2 separate regions of the Mus musculus genome follow, and region 1 is linked to region 2. A link is a contact called in public Hi-C data. All regions are on one chromosome and are shown on one strand. The core of a region is the stretch at or near the end of the contact, and the rest is flanking DNA. Distances in the headings are between cores, read along the strand shown. Region 1 has its middle 19 kb from the start of Gm26104. Region 2 overlaps Pld5 (phospholipase D family, member 5).

Evidence for each region. Hi-C and Micro-C count contacts between places; a contact is called where the count stands out from the background.
Region 1: a Hi-C map of cerebellum shows a contact between it and region 2, with 2.3 times the contacts expected there. The contact joins two enhancer-like sites. A contact is called at or near these places in 3 of 484 Hi-C or Micro-C datasets (cerebellar granule neurons, cerebellum and cerebral cortex) and 1 of 115 datasets of contacts at active chromatin or transcription factors (a beta-TC-6 cell line).

The regions. Positions count from the first base shown.
Region 1 is chr1:176,678,597-176,683,676 of GRCm38.p6, reverse strand. No RefSeq gene overlaps it. Among named protein-coding and RNA genes, the nearest start is that of Gm26104, 19 kb to the left of the region's middle. Within about 2 kb of position 1,601, at least 8 of the 459 cell types and tissues checked have an H3K27ac peak or open chromatin away from gene starts, as enhancers often do. A contact at or near this core is called in cerebellum, where this site is marked.
Region 2 is chr1:176,072,055-176,077,168 of GRCm38.p6, reverse strand. Pld5 (phospholipase D family, member 5) reads left to right here. Exons shown (of 10, transcript NM_176916.4): 4 at 2,644-2,755. Among named protein-coding and RNA genes, the nearest start is that of Gm46173, 130 kb to the left of the region's middle. Within about 2 kb of position 1,543, at least 30 of the 459 cell types and tissues checked have an H3K27ac peak or open chromatin away from gene starts, as enhancers often do. A contact at or near this core is called in cerebellum, where this site is marked.

The DNA.
Region 1 (5,080 bases), core at 352-2,851, 610 kb before region 2:
CTCCTTTCTCATTTCTCAAACACATATTTAGGGCATTGCATAGGTTCCTGAGTTACAACAATAGACAAAGTTCTTGTTCTCTGGGAGAAGGGGACACACACACACACACACACACACACACACACACGAACAGACTCAAGAAAGAAAACTCCTTCATGACAGTAAAACAGTATGGAAGTTATAGCCTTCCTATTTATTGCCTTGCAACACCACCACCAAACAACCCGTTCCTCTGGCCTGGAGAGCAGGGAAGATGTCACAGACACATCTGCGGTTCTCTTCTTCCAAGGACTTTGGCACTGGAGCTTGTGACAGACAAAGCCGCTGGAGGCAGCCATGCTGCTGGCAGCTGAACAACTCCACACTGGTTCATTCCCGAGGCAGTGACTGAGACCTGGGCTGCTGTCATTGTCGACAGGGTGGCATGAGACAAATGGCACAAATGCAAAAGAGCAGCCCCAGCTCATATCGGGGTTACTATGTATATTTAATAGCATAACTTCTTGCTGAGAAAAAGTGGGTGTTCTTATCTATTAAGTGCTAAGGAAATGCCCCCTTATCACTAAAGCAGGGGGCAGAGCTGGAGGGCAGCTAAGGGGTAGAGCTCCTGCTCAGCTAGGGCTGGGCAAGCAAACCTGAGCTGCTTACCTGCTTTAACTGGCACAGTGGCTCTTTAGAGGCAGAAGTGAGTGGGCCAGAGATCAAGAGCCATACAATGAGACCCTGACTCAAAGAAACAAATGAACAAATAAACAAGCAGGCAGGGATCATAAAGGCTGAGCAGGAGAGAGCGAGGAGGGAAGAGCTAGCTGGGTCACAAGGTAAATGACTGGGGCCCTTTTTGCTTTTTCCAGGTAGGTTGGAAGAAGCTCCTTGGGTGGTGGGCTTTGGCCCTGTTTGTGTTTCTTGGTGTTTGGCAGCAGTGAATGAAGGTGGCAATGGACAGGTGCGGACAGCAGAGGTTTGTGTCTGTTAGTAGCATTCTTGTGTAGGCTTCAGCTACGAGAGCCCTATGCGTGTCATAGCTCATGCGTCTTAGTTGAAAGTGGAGATTCCTCAACTCTTGGCTGGGTGGCCTAGGTACTGGGGTTCCCCAGCCATTGACAGAAGTCAATGTTAGCTCTTGGTCTGGCTTAGGAGAGCGTTGCCTTTCTTAACACTGGTGACATGAAGGCTCTTGTCCCTAAGACCTGTGGCCCTCGACACTTGACATCCCCCGGGAATTCTGAAAACTCTTGAAGCCTCTTTGCCGTCAGCTCTTCAGCCTTTTCTTTACATCTCTCTACTTCCCCGAACCTTTCTCCTTCCAAGGCTGTTCTCAAGCTGTTCGGCTAACTTCCTCTTCAACTGTGAAGCCGCCGACTATCTGGCCACGTTCACAGTTTGGCCTGCCAACTGCTCAGCTGTCACTGCCAACTGCTGCTCCTTTGACTCTGCCGTCACCTCCACGCTGTATCTCTGTTGCTTCTTTTCTGTGTTACTAATTGAGTTCACAGCACTGAAAGAAACCAAGAGATCCCTGGAGCAAGCCTTATGGGGCTTCATGTTGCCACACCCAGAGAGGCAGCTCAGGAGTGCGCTTCCCACGTGACTCACTGAGTATCCTGCTTGCAGGCAGACAAGAGCTGTCTGGTCCAATCACTGCCTTGCCTCTTGAACACCAATCATAGTCACAGATGTTTACATTTGGACCAATTACTGCTTTTCTCAGCAATCCTTCTGCTGGGCAACAAGGGAAGTGCTCCTTGTCCAGGCATAGGTAAAAAGAGTTCCAAGGTCTAGAGTTCTCAGAAGCTGGTGGTAACTACAAGGAGGCTGGTGCGAATTGTTTTTAAGTAGCCCTGGCTTAGACTGTACCTTCTGAAGCTGGGGCAAGCTGCTTCAATACCGCAGTTTTCAAAACGGGTCTGTAGAAAGCCCCACCCGGTTGTGTTTCTACAGAGATTGGCTGGCCAGCTGCTTGAGTGACAATCTTTTTGCTCAAGGCTTCTTGGAGGAGCGTGGGGAGTGTAACAGCTACTAATTAGGGGATTGACTTGCTTCGTTCTCACCTATCTCTACTTATGTTCAAGAAAATGGACACAGGAATCTTTATAGTATAACTTTAAAGAACTTAGCATTAACACTAACAGTGATTTGGATAGTGCTTAATGCTTATCCAGGGGTCCGGAGGAAAAGAGGGTCCTTCTCTGTCTCAGTCAGAGTTGGGGTGTATGCCCGTGGACTGCTGGTGGCAAGACATGACTGGCACAGAAATTCAGGTAATACAGATAAACCAATAATGGTGCACTAACTAACACATGGATAGTGGGGTTTTAGGGGCAGAGGTAGCACATGTACCTTTGAGAGTCAATAAAGCCTTATGTACATGCTATAAGGAATCTATACAGTTATGAAAATATGCATACCCATGCTCTCTGACCAGCCTTCTCAAATCTGCTTCCGAGAAGGCCACTTCAGTGTGACTCTTCCATGGCGTTCTACAGCATAGAAAGAATGATGTCCAGACCTTGGATTGAACATGAAGCCTTTCACACAATTCCACCAGCTTCTACCTTTCTGAAAATATTAATCTATTACCTTGGTCTTTACAACTTTGTTATCATCACTATGGCCTGAACATTCTCTGAGATATGATTCCTGCTTCTGACTGGTTCCTCCCAGACAGCTCTACTCTCCATGCTGTGGAAGCTGATACTGTAGCATCACCACAGCTCCGCTCACTGTTCTCCTGTTTGTCAGGGGTGTGACCTCTGACAACCTCTGATTCCACTGATGTCTCTCCTCTTTGGGACGGTAAAACAGAGCAAGCACAGCCTTGCTTAGGTGTAGCTGTCTGTATTTGCAAGCCTGTCTAGCTGCTGACACAGACAGACAGACATGCAGGAACATTAAGTGCAAAGCTTTCACTCTTTCTTTTTTTTTAATTTATTTTTATTACATATTTTCTTCAAATACATTTCCAATGCTATCCCAAAAGTCCCCCATACCCTCCCCCCCACTTCCCTACCCACCCATTCCCATTTTTTGGCCCTGGCGTTCCCCTGCACTGGGGTATATAAAGTTTGCGTGTCCAATGGGCCTCTCTTTCCAGTGATGGCCGACTAGGCCATCTTTTGATACATATGCAGCTAGAGTCAAGAGCTCCGGGGTACTGGTTAGTTCGCTTTCACTCTTTCTAAGAATAAGCCCAATACTATCCTAGAAAACCCATCAGTGTGTATGATTATTCATTTCTTCCTGGGGATAAGCAACTACCATAAACTTGGTGACTTCAAACACTGCTTTGTTCTTCTGAAGTTTTTTTTTTTTTTTTTTTTTTTTTTTTTTTTTTATAGTTCAGAAATTTGGGGACTGCATGGCTGGATTCTCTGCCTGGGAATCTCACAGGGCTAAAAATCAAGTAGAAGTCACTGTTGCCCCATGTCTCCCCTCAAGTCCACTGCTTTGGGAGATTCAGTTCCTGGGGTTGTAAGAATAAAATTCCCATATTCTTGTCATCTGTTGGGGTGCATGCATTTCTATTTATCTGTCTGACTCTGTGTGTGCATGTGTGTGTGTGCGCGCACACACACACACGCACACACACACACACACACACATTTAGCTCCTAAACTGTGGATGGATGAGCATTCATGACATGAACATGGTCACGCCAAAGATACCAATGCCTCAGACTCATAGGAGTGGCCAGGCTCAGGTGAATGGCAAAGACTTCTGGCTCAATATTGATGTTTATAATTGGTTGATCTTTAGCTAAAAGGAGTATATGCAAAAAGTACAGAAGCCATCTTCTTTGTCAGGAATTACTGCATGACCACACTTGCCTGAGACTTCTTCCCTACTGTCTTAGTCAGGGTTTCTATTGCTGCACAAACATCATGGCCAAGAAGCAAGTTGGGGAGGAAAGGGTTTATTCAGCTTACACTTCAATACTGCTGTTCATCACCAAGGAAGTCAGGACTGGAACTCAAGCAGGTCAGGAAGCAGGAGCTGATGCAGAGTCATGGAGGGATGTTCTTTACTGGCTTGCTTCCCCTGGCTTGCTCAGCCTGCTCTCTTATACAACCAAGACTACCAGCCCAGAGATGGTCCCACCCACAAGGGGCCCTCCCCCTTGATCACTAATTGAGAAGATGCCTTACAGTTGGATCTCATGGAGGCATTTCCCCAACTGAAGCTCCTTTCTCTGTGGTAACTCCAGCCTGTGTCAAGTTGACACAAAACTAGCCAGTACACCTACTGATACCTCACACTAAAACCTCCTTCCAAGTGTATCTAGCTCCTAGCCCACTTCCACATTCATGATATATATATATATATATATATATATATATATATATATATATATAATAAACTTGCTGCTGGTGCATCTCCATTCACATACATGGCTTACTTGCTCCCAGCTTTATTTTACATGTATCTTTTTCTTAGTCTCCCATCCTTCGCAGTCAAATCTCTAGGACCCAGCCACTTGGGCTGAAGCACTGAACTGGGTTCTTGTCATAGGGTCTCTTCATGGAATCTCCTTTATGTGTTGTGTTTCTAACTTGCCCAGTCTCTGATCCAGAATTGAAGGGTGAGAAGGTTATTCTGAGTACACCAAGGGCATCTCTCTTTTGCTATATGCTTGACCCTAACTTCATCCTGGGATTCATTCATGGCCCACCCACACTTAGAGGGGTTTGGTGTAAGCGTGAGAGACATCAGGGGCATCTTTGAATCATGATTACTACATGTATTTAATCAACAGTGAACTTGGTGGCTATAGGCAATTTTAATTCACTTCTTAAATTGTATTTATAATTTCTTATGCTCTGATGTGAGTCCCCCTTTCTTAGAAGAGGACCTATCATTTTCATAAGATTCTTTAAGAGCTGTGAGATTGTTGGCCCAGCACAGAAATCCAAACCCAGAGAAGTAAATTGGAACTCTGGTGACTGGATGAATTGTGTGGAAAATCCACCTTGATAGAAAGAGCATGGGCGGCCTGGAGAGATGGCTCAGCGGTTAAGAGCACTGACTGCTCTTCCAGAGGTCCTGAGTTCAATCACTAGCAACCACATGGTGGCTCACAACC
Region 2 (5,114 bases), core at 294-2,793:
CCTAGAGATAAAACAGTGCATTTCCCTATTTTTTGTGAAGGATAATTTCATTTATAAAGGAAATGTTCTTCCATATATCACTGGCAAGAGAGCTAACCCTGAAGACAACTCCTAGCATCTGAGTGACTCATCTCCTGTAGGCATAGCAAGGCTACCCAACCTGACCACACACTTCCTCTGATCATTTTGCCCTAAATGTCTTCCTTGTCTAAGGGCTCCAGCCTCATTTTTACTGTCTATGTTAAGATGTATAAAGGCCTTACTCATCCAGCCACATCAAGTCTCTTTTCTTCCTGGAGAATCTGTCTTAGCTACTTTTCTGTTGGCTGTGACAAAATACCCCAACAAAATTAAATTAAGAAAGGGTTCATTTTGGCTCATAGCTCCAGGATATGGTACATGACAACAGGGATGTCACAGTGGCAGGAAACTGAGCCAGCTGCTCATGTTGGTAGCATCCACATCAGGAAGCAGAGAAAGATGAATGCTAATATTCAGCTCACTTTTCTCCCTTTTGTTAATCCCAGGACCCTAACTCCCAGAATAGGAGTTACTCCCAGTTCTGGTCTTTGTTTTAAATTGCACAAAAGAATGCAAGGGGAGTAAGCTCAAGGTATAGAGCCATGAATGAAGACAGTACAGGTGGTAGCTTATATTTTATTTGTGCCAAATATGTTTTGTTAACTAAAATTTAAAAAATAAAGGAACTTTAAAAATACTATCTACGGGATATTGCCAAGCACAAAAAGGTATTTTTGTGTGTGTGAAAAAGGAAACTGCAACCAATTTGTGTGAATAAATATTGACCAGGCTGAGGGGTGGGATAGCAATCTGCCCCATGCAGACAGAACCTACCCTTCATCAGTATGTGGCAGGCACAGCATAGGGCCAAAGTTGACCAGGAAGAGTTGCTTATGTAGAACAGAAAAAGCTATAGGCCTCACAATGTGGGTTCAGCCTCATGTATTGTGTATGAAGCCTCATCTCCCTATGCCCTCACTTAAAATTCACACTCCAAGTGGGGGATGGAGAGGGGGCTCAGTGATTAAGACCACTTGTGCTCTTCCAGAGGACACATGTTCAGTTCCCAGCACACATGTCCCACAGCCCACAACCACCTGTAGTTCCAGCTCCAGGGCATCTGGTATCTGTGTCTGGACTCCACCAACCTCTGCATACATGGAACACATTGGCTCACACTCACACAGACAAACACAAAGAAACACACACACACACACACACACACACACAATAAATTATAAGGGGGAAAAAAGCTCACATACCAAGACAGCAAACAAGGAGCCAGGGGTCTCCCTCCCCAACTTTCTCATTAGGCCTTTACTAAAAGGTGTTTGAATCTGTTAATTACACCCCTACACATACACTGTTTGTTAAGGGTGAAGTTACCCTAGGCTCTGGGATACTGAGAACTTTGAGAGTCTGGGGTAAGTGTCACAACCTTAACCTCTACTAACAGGCTGCAAGGCAGAGGGTGTCCTCCAGTACCCACAGGATATGAAACTTTGGCTGCTGGCCAGCTCTGGGCTAGAGCACACTGCTGGGTGACTGTGCCAGACACCTTTTTTTTGCTGTCAGCTGTCACACCAGCTCCTTGGAGTATTAGACTTTTAATCTTTGATCTTTCTTCTCCACCAGGAGGTTTTTCAGGAACCACTGCTTAGATCCTCATTTGAATCCTCATTTGCATGCTCGTTTGCATGCTCATTTGAATCCTCATTTGCATCTTCATTTGCTTCATCAACTCCTCCCAGTCACCAAATCCTTTAAAAATAATCATTACCAACCACAGATTTTTATCAAGATAAGCTTAATGGTGCACTTGGGGCCCATTAAGACCTAAGCCTTATTATCTGGCTGGCTCTTCTGAAGGTATTTGTGTTTGAGGTCCATACAAACATGGAACGTCAGTAACAATAGACCAGTTCCTATTTAAGATAAGAACTGTCTATCTAAACATAGAGGGGAAACAAATACTATAATATTGCAGTCTCAGACCTGGAGATAAAATCATACCTGGGTCCACATCACTCAGTCTACCGGAAATAAATCTTATCAAGATTACATGCTTGTAAGCAAAGCCTGCATTTTACATTTCTACTTATTTTTATACAGAACATTTGTTCTGTTCTCTAAAATAGGTTTTAAATGAGACGAAGTAAATTGTAAATGCCCACAGTAGTTTCAAGGATTCCTGTTGACATTATAGAAACCTTTCAAAGTTAAGTATAGTCTGTATTTACAAAGGAAGGAGCCAGAGATCTGTGAGATTACAAAGCACAATTTGTAAATGAGAAGAACACTTGGTCTTCCGTGCCAAATGCAATGACTGAATATTTTTCACTGTCTCTTTAAAAGCAAAAGGGAAGTAAATTTGTATTGTGTTATCAAAATTCTTGCACATTGCTGGATTGCACAGGGCTCGAAAACAAGAGTGCCTTCTACGTTTGTGTTTCTATTCTAGTCGTGAAACCCAGGGAATTTCACACATCTGTGAATATCTGTCATGGAAGCACTTGCCTTTTACAAACCGAATACATAAAGTTTAAAAAGCTTATTTATACCAACTCCAAATGGCAAACATTTAGGTTTCTCTCTTCCTTTGTCTCTGAATATTTTTCCCAGGGTCAACGTCTCTTTGAGAAGTTGCTCCAGCTGACGTCGCAAAACATCGAAGTCAAGCTGGTGAGCGACGTGACCGCAGATTCAAAGGTATTAGAAGCCTTGAAGTTAAAGGGTAAGGCCAAGGTTGATGCTACTTTACCATGGACATTCTGTGACAATTCCTTGAATTTCAAGTGAAAATGATGTCATTTCTCTCATCAGTACATTCCACTTAATATGTTCCTTAGTTCTCCTTGGACAAACAAAAAACAACAACAATAAAAAAAAAAAAAAAGCCTGATTAAAGCCCCTGAGAGAATTAATTAACCAGTGCTACTGGGTGTGTAGAACAGTGTTTTGTATATCAGTTTATAAGAGATAATCCACTATCCCTTAAATGATATTTCGTTACCGAAGCAGTCCTTCGACACACATCAATAATTTGATCTGAAGAAAAAGAAGGAAAGAGCCACTTCCAGGGAATCAAGTGCTAGTTCCTGTTTCTCTCTCTCCCAGTCCACTGGAAATCCTCTTTGTGTTATGCAGTCCTCACTGCAGTTGGGTCTGGAGACCTTTGAAGCCTGTGGTTTCTGACTTCAGGACAATCCCACAGAAAACGACCTCGGCCACATTGAGCTTCATCCTGGAATCTTTTCCTGGAATCTTCTCTAGCTGGACTCTCAATTCCAAATATTTTTAGATATTTTGTTTAAGAAAAAAATCATTTATACAGCATTTCCTATGCAAACTGCTAATCTGTGGGAAAGATGGACGCATGAAAACCAGTAAGCATGCACAGGCTGCAGGAAGATAAGCAGGTGCTATCCACAGTGAGTCTTCATGCTTTACCTGGTGGCGGAGGACCTCGGGTGGCTGCTGTTAGAACATAGTACGCATGCTTTTTTGTCGCTGTCCCTACATCCTGACATGATAGCAGTTTCTTTTTTTTTTTTTTTTTCTTTTTTTTTTTATTAGGTATTTAGCTCATTTACATTTCCAATGCTATACCAAAAGTCCCCCTTACCCACCCACCCCCACTCCCCTACCCACCCACTCCCCCCCTTTGGCCCTGGCGTTCCCCTGTACCGGGGCACACAAAGTCTGCGTGTCCAATGGGCCTCTCTTTCCAGTGATGGCCGACTAGGCCATCTTTTGATACATATGCAGCTAGAGTCAAGAGCTCAGGGGTACTGGTTAGTTCAATGATAGCAGTTTCTAAACCTAGGACAGATCGACACAATTAAGTGAGCCCAAGTGGCATCAGACGCGTTGAAACAGGGAAATAAAAATATCCATCACTTCCTTGTGATGGCTAGACTGATAATCATCCTTATATAGTCAGTCTGCCTTACATCGCTGTAACAAAATATCCCAAACGAACTTAGTAAGGACACGTTTTACTTTGACAGATCACTGTTTTGTCATTGAGTCTATTGTCACTTGTCCCTGTTGCCTGGGCCTTTGGTAAAGAGTTCAGAGTGGGAGGAAGCTTGTGGGAGAGGAGCCTGTGCAGCTTGAGGCAGCTACAAAGCATATCAAAACAACAGAGAGGAACCAAGGTGCTGATCGCCCCTTCAAGGGAAAGATTTCAGGATGTAGCTACCTTCCTCTAGGCCTTTAGGCCACATAAAGGCTCCACCACCTTTCCATATAGCAGCACAGGCTGAAGACAAAGCCTTTCTGACATGAGGCTTTGAGGAACATTTATCACAAAACCTATCCCATGTTATTATGGCCAATGTTAGCATCTTGTTTCATCTTGTTTTCGTCTTTTTAGATAGAACCTCACTATAGAGCCCTGGCTGTCCTAGGACTCATTATGTAGACCAAAATAACCTCAAATTTGTCGTGCTCCTGCCTCTGTCTCCAGAATGCTGAGATTCCAGACATGAGCAAGTACACCCACACTTGTTTAAGTTGTTTTTCCCTCTGTGTGTACAGAAGTTTAAATATGTACAAGATATTGCTGAATCTCAAAAATTTTAATTATCCTTTTTTTCAACCAGCTAAACTGTTTTAAAACTAGTCAATACCCAGTCCATTCAGTGTGGCTCTGAAATGTGTTGTTACTTTTCTTATTTGAAAATGTCAAATTGAGTCCCTGCCATCAGAACATTTCCTATCTAACATACACTTTTTAGGAAGGGATTCACTTTGGTTAACTGGGAGGTGTGTGTATGGGGGAGGTGGTGGTCTGGGGCTACATTTTTAGTTTGCAGGATGTCTTTCTCAGTGAATCTGCTTGCATCTCCTTGGATATATACATGGAGGAAGAGGGGACCTGAGAGTTACCATGGCTTCCTAAGTGTAACCCTGGCCGAATCTTGTAAACTCAATGAAAAGTTAAACCCGGGAGGCATTAGGGGAGCACATCCTAGGCATTGCTGAATGAGAATTAGCAAAGCTGTTGACAAAGACCTGCTTTCCTTCCTGCTGTGAATGGAGGTCTAAGCTCCAGGACAGTCACTGTGTCTCAGAGAAAGGAAGCTGTC